Linked DNA regions of Mus musculus: region 2 is linked to region 1. The links are chromatin contacts, called in public Hi-C maps. All regions are on one chromosome and are shown on one strand. The core of a region is the stretch at or near the end of the contact, and the rest is flanking DNA. Distances in the headings are between cores, read along the strand shown.

Evidence for each region. A called contact is a pair of places that touch in the nucleus more often than the background predicts.
Region 2: a Hi-C map of the HPC-7 cell line shows a contact between it and region 1, with 1.9 times the contacts expected there. The contact joins the promoter of 1700045H11Rik here to the enhancer-like site in region 1. A contact is called at or near these places in 1 of 484 Hi-C or Micro-C datasets (the HPC-7 cell line) and 1 of 115 datasets of contacts at active chromatin or transcription factors (astrocytes).

What each region holds. Positions count from the first base shown.
Region 1 is chr4:150,458,935-150,464,143 of GRCm38.p6, forward strand. The region is part of intron 4 of Rere (arginine glutamic acid dipeptide (RE) repeats); the gene reads left to right. It overlaps Gm52709 (a long non-coding RNA gene), which reads right to left. Exons shown (of 2, transcript XR_003955312.1): 1 at 4,687-5,209; 2 at 1-1,888. Among named protein-coding and RNA genes, the nearest start is that of Gm52709, 5.9 kb to the right of the region's middle. Within about 2 kb of position 2,662, at least 56 of the 459 cell types and tissues checked have an H3K27ac peak or open chromatin away from gene starts, as enhancers often do. A contact at or near this core is called in the HPC-7 cell line and astrocytes, where this site is marked.
Region 2 is chr4:150,852,881-150,858,089 of GRCm38.p6, forward strand. It overlaps 1700045H11Rik (RIKEN cDNA 1700045H11 gene), which reads right to left and starts at 2,069. Exons shown (of 4, transcript NR_040649.1): 1 at 1,946-2,069. It overlaps Errfi1 (ERBB receptor feedback inhibitor 1), which reads left to right and starts at 2,190. Exons shown (of 4, transcript NM_133753.2): 1 at 2,190-2,391.

The sequences.
Region 1 (5,209 bases), core at 1,412-3,911:
GTCAACCTATAACTCCAATTCCAGGGGATCTGGCATCGTCTTCTGGCCTCTGGGCTTTCCACATAGATGGTATATATAAACACACATACACATATTCAGGCAAACACTCATACATAAAATGAAATATATTTAAAAATACTTTTAGAATAAGTTGCCATGAGTGATATTGTTGGGGAGGCAGCCGATGAGTGTACTTGTTATTTTGATCATTGTTACCCAGGTTTCCTCCACAAGGCTCTGTGCATGGTGTGTGCCTTTGGGCACGGTGTGTGCCTCTGTGGAAGTCTGCTTTTCTAACATGATCTCATCTGGCAACTTTGCCAACCTGAACAGCACCGTCTCTGTTGGCTTATGTTTTATTTATGTTTTCTCAGGGTTTCACTTTTAAAAGGCTTTATTTTACTGAGGTGGGGGTGGGGTGGGGGTGGGGTGGGGTTGATATCAAGGCTATGTAGCTTCCTGTGGATGTCAGAAGAGGGCGTCAGAATAACTTTGGAATTGAGTGTGAATTATAAATAGAGCTTTACTTTTTCTCAGGACTTCCTGATAATCTTGACAGCATGTACTAAGTAGTTGAGCTATCTTTATCATGCATGCGTTTATCATTAGAATTCATTTCCCCAGTCCTTTATCTGACTAACACCAATTTACACAAAGGTTGCAAGTCCAATACAAAGACCACTTACCTTCTTAATTATTTGAGGAAAAGTTGCCACATGATGCCTTATGATTCTCAAGTTACAAGGGGTTTTCCCCACATGCACAAATAAAAATACCTTGTTACAGAATGTGCAAATCAGGAGTTTTCCCAGTCATCACTGATGCATCATTGCTGGGTAATCTTTGGTGTTCATACACGTCCCCTCAGTTCTGTATCTTTGTAGAGAAACGGTTTTCTTCCTCTTCCTTGAACATTCTTTTTCCAATTGTCATGACTCTGGGGCTTTTGAAGGCTACTCTTTTTTCTCAGTTTTCTGTGCATGTTGCTGCCTCCTCCTCCTCCTCTTCCTCCTCTTCCTCCTCTTCCTCCTCCTCCTCCTCCTCCTCCTCCTCCTCCGTCTCACTTTGTCTTTCCAGTGTGGTCTTGTCTTTCCTTTGACCACTCACTGCGTCCCCTGGGCCTGTCTCTCTTCGTTCTTTGCAGACTGGCACTGCTCACTTGGAACAGCATCTGCTAGGAGAATTGCGTGCTTGCTTGTGTATCTTTGTGAAGTTCATCCATGTTGTATGTTGATTTTCTTTCCTTGTTGTATCATAAGGATACGATACAATTTGTCCTAATTCTACTGATGATGGGTATTTAGACAATTGCAAAGATTCCAGCATATCTTCTGCAGTGGGCGTTCAGATCAGTGACAATACAGGCTGTTGGAGAGTAGTCGCGGAGTATTGAATAGTAGCTTCATTTGACTACTTGTCATTTGCAAAGTGTCATATTTTTTTTCTTTCTTCCTTTCTGTTTTGTTTTGTTTTTCAAGACAGGCTTTCTCTGTGTAACAGACCCTGGCTGTCCTGGAACTCCCTTTGTAGACCAGGCTGGCCTCGAACTCACGAGATCACCCTGCTTCTGCCTCCCGTGTGCTTTGATTAAAGGTGTGTGCAGCCAAGTGTCATATTTCTTTCTAACAGCTGCTCAAATGCACGTTCTTTTCATGTTCATATGGGATACTTACCACAATGACTGTGTTAGGTCATAGTTTCCAGGATGAATGGAATCTTTGAGAGGTTTCTTGAACAAGCTGAGCCTCAGCTGAGCAAACAAGGCGAGACAGCTGTATTTGGGGTTCTGATTCAGTCTTCTTATAGGTAGAGAGTTTTGTGTGACAGGTATATCCAGCCCTTGGCATTTGGCTATGATATTGCCATCTACAGAGTTCTTGCTTGAAACCTATGCAATTGAGTTACAAAAAAGAAATGAAGAGGAAACAATCTCATATTTAAATCATTTATGATCTCGTTCTTGGCTGCAGGGCCGAGGCATCAGTTTAAATGCTTGGTCGTTATGGTTACTTCCATCCCCCTCCCCCCCCCACCTATGAAGCAGCCAAAGCTGTCTTTCTAGCTTTTTCTTCCAGCCTCAGAAACTTTTGAGAAGACTACTAATTTTAAGGAATATAATAGCCAAAGAAATTAAACAGCAATGTAAATAAGTGTTGTTTGCCTGGCGTCCTGTGCTTACTAAATGGCAGGTTTCATTGCTCCTGACTTTTTTCTTTGGTCCCCCTGCACTTAGTGATTATCTATCTGACTTAGGGCCCAGGAGTGGGCCTGCTGCTCCTGTGGAAAGCAAGCTTTACAGGCTCTCTGGACGTCCCCATCCCCGGCTGCTGTCACTGACCTTTTCTAGAACACTCAGTCCCTAGCAGGCGCTCGTTAAATACTGATTGTATGGTTTGATGAAAGAATGCCTTAAAATGAATTAGCACTTATTTTTGCCAGTTGTTTTCACTTATTTCTGTAAGTAATCTTCTCTGGAAGTTTCTAGAGACATCTTTACCTGACAGTTGGTTTGACCTTCACCTGGAATTTGGTTTGTCTGAAGTTGTTCCTGGTGGAGATGGCTGCACAGCAGCTCCATAGAATGGTGTGTCCTATAAATGGGAAGTGTGTGGGAGAGCGGAGGATCAGGGCATCACTTTCTAGTAATCTTGAAGGCCAGCTGTCTCAGCATGGCCGTGGTGGCTCTGAGTTGTGGCTTTGTGGTAATGGAAGTGGCCCCCATCTTATGTCTGGGCTGATAACACAAATTCGGTGCATGACTCAAACTTATTCAGCATTACAAGTAATTTTAGTTTATGTAAATTATATCTCAATAATTAAAGAATAGCCTAAAATTAAAACTGGTTTTTCAAAAATGAGGACAGTGATTTCAAAGAAAAAAATCATTCTAAGACATTAGTGCTGGAACATGATGAAGTTTTTTGACAAAAATCCCTATTTTAAAATGTTTGTGACACTTCGATTTCTCCATTGCCATCCCCACCCCCACACTTAAAAAAAAGAAAAGAAAAGAACTGAACGTTTTCCCAGCTCTGCTTACACTTGAGTGAATACACTAATCGATTACCCAGGGATTAACAAAGCCTTCTCATTTCCTGCTTCCATTTCTCCTCTGCAGCAGCCAGTGGCCCTTTGTTGTCCTACATGTGGAGTGAGATAAGCTTCCAGGGCATGTTTGTATTAGAAAAATGGTGTAGATGGAAAAGTTATATAAATAGACCAACAGGTATTAGAGGTTACAGTCTTTGTTTTCATTTGAGTAAGTAGGAAAAAGAAATATAATTAAGACATCTAAAACAAGAAAAACTAATTTACATAAAATGGGAAATGTAATGTTTCAGTGTTTCTACTGATTTTCTCATTTCTTAACCAGCTATTTGAATTATTTATGACCAGTTAGGAGTGTTAGCTGTAATTAGATTTCTGTTATTATGTGGGCAAACTTTAACTTAAAGCAGTGGCTTCTAACCCTGCAAGTCTTAAATGCAAATGTTTGCTCTGAAAGTTATTTTCCCATGTTAACCAGGCCTACTATCCTGAAGCACAATTCAGAAAGCAGCAGAACAGGAGGCTCAGCTCTTGGAACCGGGCAATGTTGCCAGGCTCCTTTAAAGTCGATGTGACTGGTGGCAGGGGGCCAAATGTTCCAGCTCCAGAAGAAAGTGAAATTAAAAGTACTGTTCATTTTCTGAATTTGGTTTGTTGAAAGTATAGTCTTGCTGACCGCGGTGGCACACACCTTTAATCTCAAGGATCAGGAGGTAGAGCCAAGTGGATCCCTGTGAGTTTGAGGCCAGGGAGTTTCAGGACAGCCAAAGTTAGTTATATAGTGAGAACCTGTCTCTAAACAAAACCAGGGCTGGGAAGATTGCTCAGTAGTTAAGCACACCTTGCTCTCCCAGACCTAAATTCAGTTCCCAGCACCATAGCAGGTGGCTCCCACTTATCTGTCATTCCAGTTACAAAGGCATCTGATTCCCTTGGCCTCTGTTAATTTAAAAATTAACCCTGGGGACCGGAGAGATGACTCAATGGCTTCCAGAGTACCTGGGTTCAAATCCCAGCACCCACATGGCAGCTCAGAACTGTCTGTAACTCCAGAATATGATAGTCCCACACAGACATACATGCAGGCAAAACACCAACACACATTGAAAGAGAGAAGGAAGGAAGAAAGTAAAGAAAAGAGGAGAGGGAGGAGAGGAAAGAGAGGGAGAAGAGAGGAAGAAATTGGGGGGAGGGCCTCAGTAATTTTTAAGATTTTACTCAATGCCTGGGTATGGTGGCACTTTTAATTTCAGCATTCAGGAGGCAGAGGGAGGTGGATCTCTGTGATTTTGAGGCCAGCATGCCTGGTCTACATAGTGAGCTCCAGGCCAGCCAGAGAACCTGTATCAGAAAGACTGATTCCCTGGGATTAAGAAACTTGAGGACATAAAACAGTGTTGACCAATACAAATCTTCAGAATATTTTGCCATCAAACTTAAGAGTAGTCTCTGAGATACATCTTTAGCCGTGAGTTGGTCATTTTAGTTTTTAAAATCATGTGACCCTGTGATCATGAGATGTCAGACTCAGCTTGTATACCTTCTAGTGTTTCCATGCCCTGCGGTCAAGGTGTCTTCACTGTTCTATTGTTGTAAAGAGACACCATGACTACTTTATGTAAGAGAACATTTACTCACAGTTTCAGAGGGTTGTCCACGGCGATAGCAGGCACGGCACTGGACAGTAGCTGAGGGGGTGCTGTGTACTGTATCAGAGGGGGGCAGAGGCTAGACCCAACCCCAGTGACACACCTCCAAGAAGGCCACACCTACTAACCCTTCCTAAACCATCCACCCACTGGGAACCGGACCTTCCAATGTCTGAGCCTGTGTGTCCATTCTCAGGCAGAACCCCAACTCTCCACCTCTGCTTTACACCCCGTAGCTGGTGTTAGGGAGTCCTGTGACTTCCCTCTTTGTTCCTCTACTTGGGTGTCACCATTACTGTCAACTGCCGCTCAGTTATTAATAAGATGGCAAATTTAAACTTGTTAAAGCTTGAGTTTTGATAAAAGAAGTTCTTAAAATAGTCAAGCTTTGGTGGAAACTTAGGGAAACCAAGCAGCTTCCTACTAAGTTGATTGTGAACAAAACATTTTCTCTCCCTGTAATGGGAGAGATTCTATGGATCAAATAGAAAATTTGTGATTATGTTTATCTG
Region 2 (5,209 bases), core at 819-3,318, 390 kb after region 1:
CAAACAAGCATATACACATATACATACATGCACATACACACACATATATGCACATACAAATAGGCACATACACATTACATACATGGAGGGAAGGACACACATGCACATACATACATGCACACACACACACACACGGAGGGAGGACACATAGACACACACACGGAGGGGAGGACACACACACACACACAAGGAGGGACAGGGAGGCTATTTACATAGCATACAGATAAAACAGGAATAGCAAAGGTGGGGGGCAAGAGGATTTTCTGTGACTTTCAACAAAACCGAGTCAAGCTGGCCGTGTTGACTTCATGCCTGTAAATCTCAATACACTGGAGCCCAAAGGATGACCAAGCTTGAGGTTAACCTGAGCTGTGTAGAGTGAGTTGTAGGCCCGCTTGGGCTACAGAGTAAAACTGTCTTAAAACCCACCAAAACTTAAACAAGTAAATAATAAATGTTAATAAATAGTAAATAATAAATAGACAATGTGGCAATGACCAATTTCCATAAGATTAAAATACTACTAAGAGAATGGCCATAAGAAAAGATGGGAGAATTGAATTGCTAGGAGCGTGGGTGTGGAAGCAACCCAGCAGCCCCTACAGGCCAGTAGGGACCATCAGAAAGAGGGGAGGAACCTTCTAACATCCTGGTAGCCTGCCGCTGAGAGTGGGCAAAGCAAGACTTTAGAGTTTTCTTTTCTTTTTAAAAATCCAGTGCATCAGGCCTTGAGTTTAAAGTTAAGGCCTTTGAGTTCAATTAAAAAAAAAAATCAAGTCAATACTGGAAGAAGCAACTTGGTTCGTGGGGCACAAAGTTAATAGTTAACCAGATAATGAGGCCAGCACCTCATTCCATATGTTAAACTGGCTCAATTAGGTGGTGCTAAGCCTATAACTATCAGGCATTCTTGCTGCAGTGCAGGAAGGGCTCTGTGTGCGGACCACAGAGGTCAGCCATAGGTCTGCGCTCTCTACTCTGTGGAGTGCCATTAAGAGGAATTTGTACTAGTCCAAACTGGAGGGCTTCTGTCTGTTTGCCTTTTTTCTTGAACTACTCTGGTTTATCATTGTATTATTTATTTTACGGTTAAACTATAAACCTAAGTTGCATCACCGGATTTCTGCCCCACGAACCCTCCTCCCTGTAGACTTGATGGCGTTTTGTCCTTGGGCATCAGCGGCCACCCTGGGGCCAAAAGACATGGAGAACAGCACTTTGACAGGTAAGCCAAGAGGGCTGGGGGCAGGTTTGGGGGAGGTGCCCGGGATCAGCCTAGCCTTGCTGGAGGCCAAGCCAAGTACAGAGGAGCCTGGAGTGAGGCCTCCCTGATCCTGCCCACACAGCATGGCCCACTGCCCAGTCCCCTTTGTCCTTCACCTTTCTGCGCTGCCCCTCACCTTTCCATTCTGTCCCTTCCTTTCCCACACCGTCCCTTAACTACCTAGATCAATTAGTGAGGTTCTCTATAAGTCCCGCAGTGCCTCACACTGCTCCTCACTGCCCCTCCATCCCTTATTGTCCTTAGCCAGACACTCCCTGCCCCTTCCTGTCTTCAGACGCATTTTGTCCCTTACTGCCCCTCAGTCCGCTGCCCTCTTTCCCAGAGACCACTTTCTTCATGGTCATCCATCCCTGGTTGTAGCGCCCTTCATCTCTCTCGCATCATCACAGCAGTCCCTCGTTGTTCCTCACCGTCCCCCTCCGTTCTTCATCACTCTCCTCGCCATCCCTCGACCATCCCTCGATATACATACATACATACATACATACATACATACATACATACATACATACATACATACACACACACACACATATATACACCTCGGGGTGCCCCTCTCCTCTCCAATCCCCATTTTCTCCCGCTCCCTGAGTTTCTTGGATCCAAGTGCATCTCAGCGTCACTTCCCTCCCCGGGGATGGAAACAGGGCCGCTCACAACCTTCTAAGGAAAACTCGGTGTCCTTAGGCTAGGCAGCTCGCACAGAGGCGGCCCAAATAGAAACGTCCCCTCAGGAGACGAGGCTGCTAGCGCCGCCCGGCGGGCCCCACGCAAACTCTTCGGTAGCGGCATCGCCCCTTTAAGCGTCCGCCCGCCCGGATTGGCTGCGTGAAGGAGGCGGGGCTGCGGGCGTTGACGTCACGTTGTCGCTCACCGTATAAATACGGGCGTCGGCTGCGCCGGCGTCGGCGGCCGAGTGCGAGGCGCGGAGCGTGAGCTGTGCGAGCGAGCGAGCGCGAGCATAGCCTGCGAGCGAGCAGAGAGAAAGAGCGAGGGCAAGAGAGCGGCGAGGCGCCTGCGCGATGCTCGGGCCCCTAAGCCCGCGGCGCTGAGCCAGCCGGGACGGACATGCGCGGGAGGGCGCCGCGGGGTCCCGCTCCCTTGGGGTAAGGGGCCTGGCGGGCGTCGGGAGACGTGGGGCCGGGGCGCGGAGGGCGGGCGGACGGGCGGTGGGCTGGAGCCGGAGCCTCCGGCACTCCGCTTCCCGGGATGGGCCGGGGTGCGTGAGGAGCGGCGGGCCGCGGGCGCCCTCGGCTTCTCGCCGGGGCCATGCACCGGCGCGCACACGACACGTCTCCACAGCCTGGGGCTCCGGAGCGGCGGCTCCACGGTCTTCCCGGTGCAGCTGCGGCCCAGGGATGCGGTGGAACTGCTGCGGCCCCCTCCATCTTCCCTCTCACCCCGCGCACCCGTCGGTCCGGCCCGGAAAGCTTCTGCGAGAAGCTGTCGCGGGTGGGCTCGGAGATTGCTAGTCCCTGGTTGGTACCAGTCTTGAGTCTCGGTGAGACTCGGCGACGAAGGTCATTCCCCTTTAAAAAAAAATATTTGTTTTAATTCATCCGAGTTGTTCCGTGGCCTTTTCCTCTCCAGAAACATGATTCTTTGCCTTAAATGACTTATATATTAAAGGAGTGAAAATGCAGACAGAACTGTTCAAACGCCAAGGCTCCTTGGCAGTATCCTGTTTTTATACGTATATCCTATCTTTGTTCAAATTAATCGTGATTGGTGGTGCTGGATGGGTGCTTCCTCAGTCTTTATTAGGATTTCATCATTGCTTGAAAGAAACCAGTCTCCTACCTGATAAAAATGTGAATAGATTGTTAGTCATAAACTTAAGTGTAGTAAGAATAGAGACTGTAGCTTTAAAAGAGATGTGACGGGAGGTACACCTGTAGCACAGGTAGGGCAGGACTGGTTTCCAGGCAACTGTCAGGGGTGAAGAAAGGTGAGGTATAAATTGCCTTTTTTTTTTTTTTCATCCTGGAAAAAAAAAGAAAAAAGAAAAGTTCTACAGTTTTACACTTCCTTAAGTCTATACAGGTATAGTGAATATGCATCTATTAAGACTGGGACATTTTTGAGTTCACTGTGGTGGCTCTTGCCTTTAAATTTTTTTTTTTCTTGAAACATGGAGATTTTAAGAGAGATTTTACCAAAATAGAGACCAAAGATAATCTAAATACCTTTATCAGTAAAAGAGCAAATTTTGTAAGGAATAAGCTGGTTTCGTACTAACCTGTCAACTCTGGCGGATATTATCAGGTTTGAGAGGAAATACATGAAGATGTTTAAAAAGGCTGGGCACTCTGTCATGGCCTTCACTCCCTCTCCTGTGCACTGGTGGACATTTGCTGATCAGTGGTAAAAATCTCAAACTGTAAATCTGTATCTTGGCAAATAAATCAGATGGTAAACTCCTTAAGGGCTGGAAAATGCCCTGAACAGCTCTTATTTTACACAGCCTTGAATATAGTTCATGTTGATTAAATACATGCAGGAAAGCATGGTTTACATTTTAAGGCTTAACAGGATTGGTCCAAGAACTGATAAGGTTTGGAAAGAAAATCTGTTGTTCCTTGTTAATAGCTGCTATGAAATGTCTGGATTTCTCATATTTTTGAGAGGTAGAATTATTGTTTTTTAATGAGTTGGATTTCCTACTTTGGGTTCATAGTAGATACTGGTGAGCCTTTTGTATGACTTAATTATGTCGTAGTCTCTAGGTGTTTTATGTTTTATGAAACTGAGTCTTTATTGCCACTTCTCCAAAGCTGTACTAGATGAATACTGCCTTTCAGCTCATACTAATAGTAGCTTTTAAAAGCAAGTTCCCTAAATTACAGGTGCACCACACCAGCTTGCAACTGACCTGATTGTCAGCATACCTACATCAGGTTGCTTTGGAAAGGCAAGCAGAGGAGGGAAAGGTGGTGCCCAGGGTAATTCTAGGAATTTGAATGTCCCTGGCTCCCTCTACCAGAGAAGCAGCTCTGCTCCTAATCTCCATAAATATGAACTGGTGCCTCACCATCCAGATGCACGTAGATAGCATCCTTTGCAGACATTTGGCCAGGACATGGGAAAGCTAATGAACAGTAACTAGATAAAAACCATCCACCTGTGGTATTCTGGCATCATTCCCACAGTTTAAACTTGATGTGGATAAAACTGGTGAACTTCAGGGTCTAAACTATAAATTACTAGCTTAACAGGATGGGTGTTAAGAAAAAAAAGTGTGGGATTCAAACTTCAAAAGACAAGATTAGGAGTCTTCATTGATATTTTAGTCAATTCCTTTGTACTGTAAAATTGGAGTGGGACTATTGCAAAGTGACTGATTTCCCAGGCCTTGCTGAATATATCTTTAAAATGTGGAATTCGAGCCCTTTTCAGTTTGGAAATAGGATGGTTAGCTTCCTGCTCAAAAGCTCTTACAACCCATAGCTAAGAAGAAACTTCACAAGTTACAGATTCTTAATTCACATGTTCTTTTCTGGCCTCGTCTCATGGCTGGCTATGTTATTTAAGAAATCAGTTCTTAGCACTGTGGCACACACCTTTAATCCTAGCAGTAGCACTAGGCAGAGGCAGGCAGATCTCTAAGTTCTAAGGCCAACCTGGTCTACAGAGTGATGTCTGGACAGCTGGAGCTACAAAGAGAAAGCTTGTCTGGAAAACCAAAACAAAAAACTAAATAAAAAAAGGAAATCAGTTGTGAATGTCGCCTATCTGTGGAGGCCTCCCCTGACCACCTGTGTAAATAAGCTCTCTGCCTCCTTATCCTGCCATTGTGCCCTGCTCATTTCCTTGAGAGATAACCCCATGTGAAATTATCCTCATCCTCGTTAGATGGCCTCATCAGCCAACAACCATTTTTCTTCATCTGATGAATCTAGTCCAGAAGAAGCATTCCTATGTATT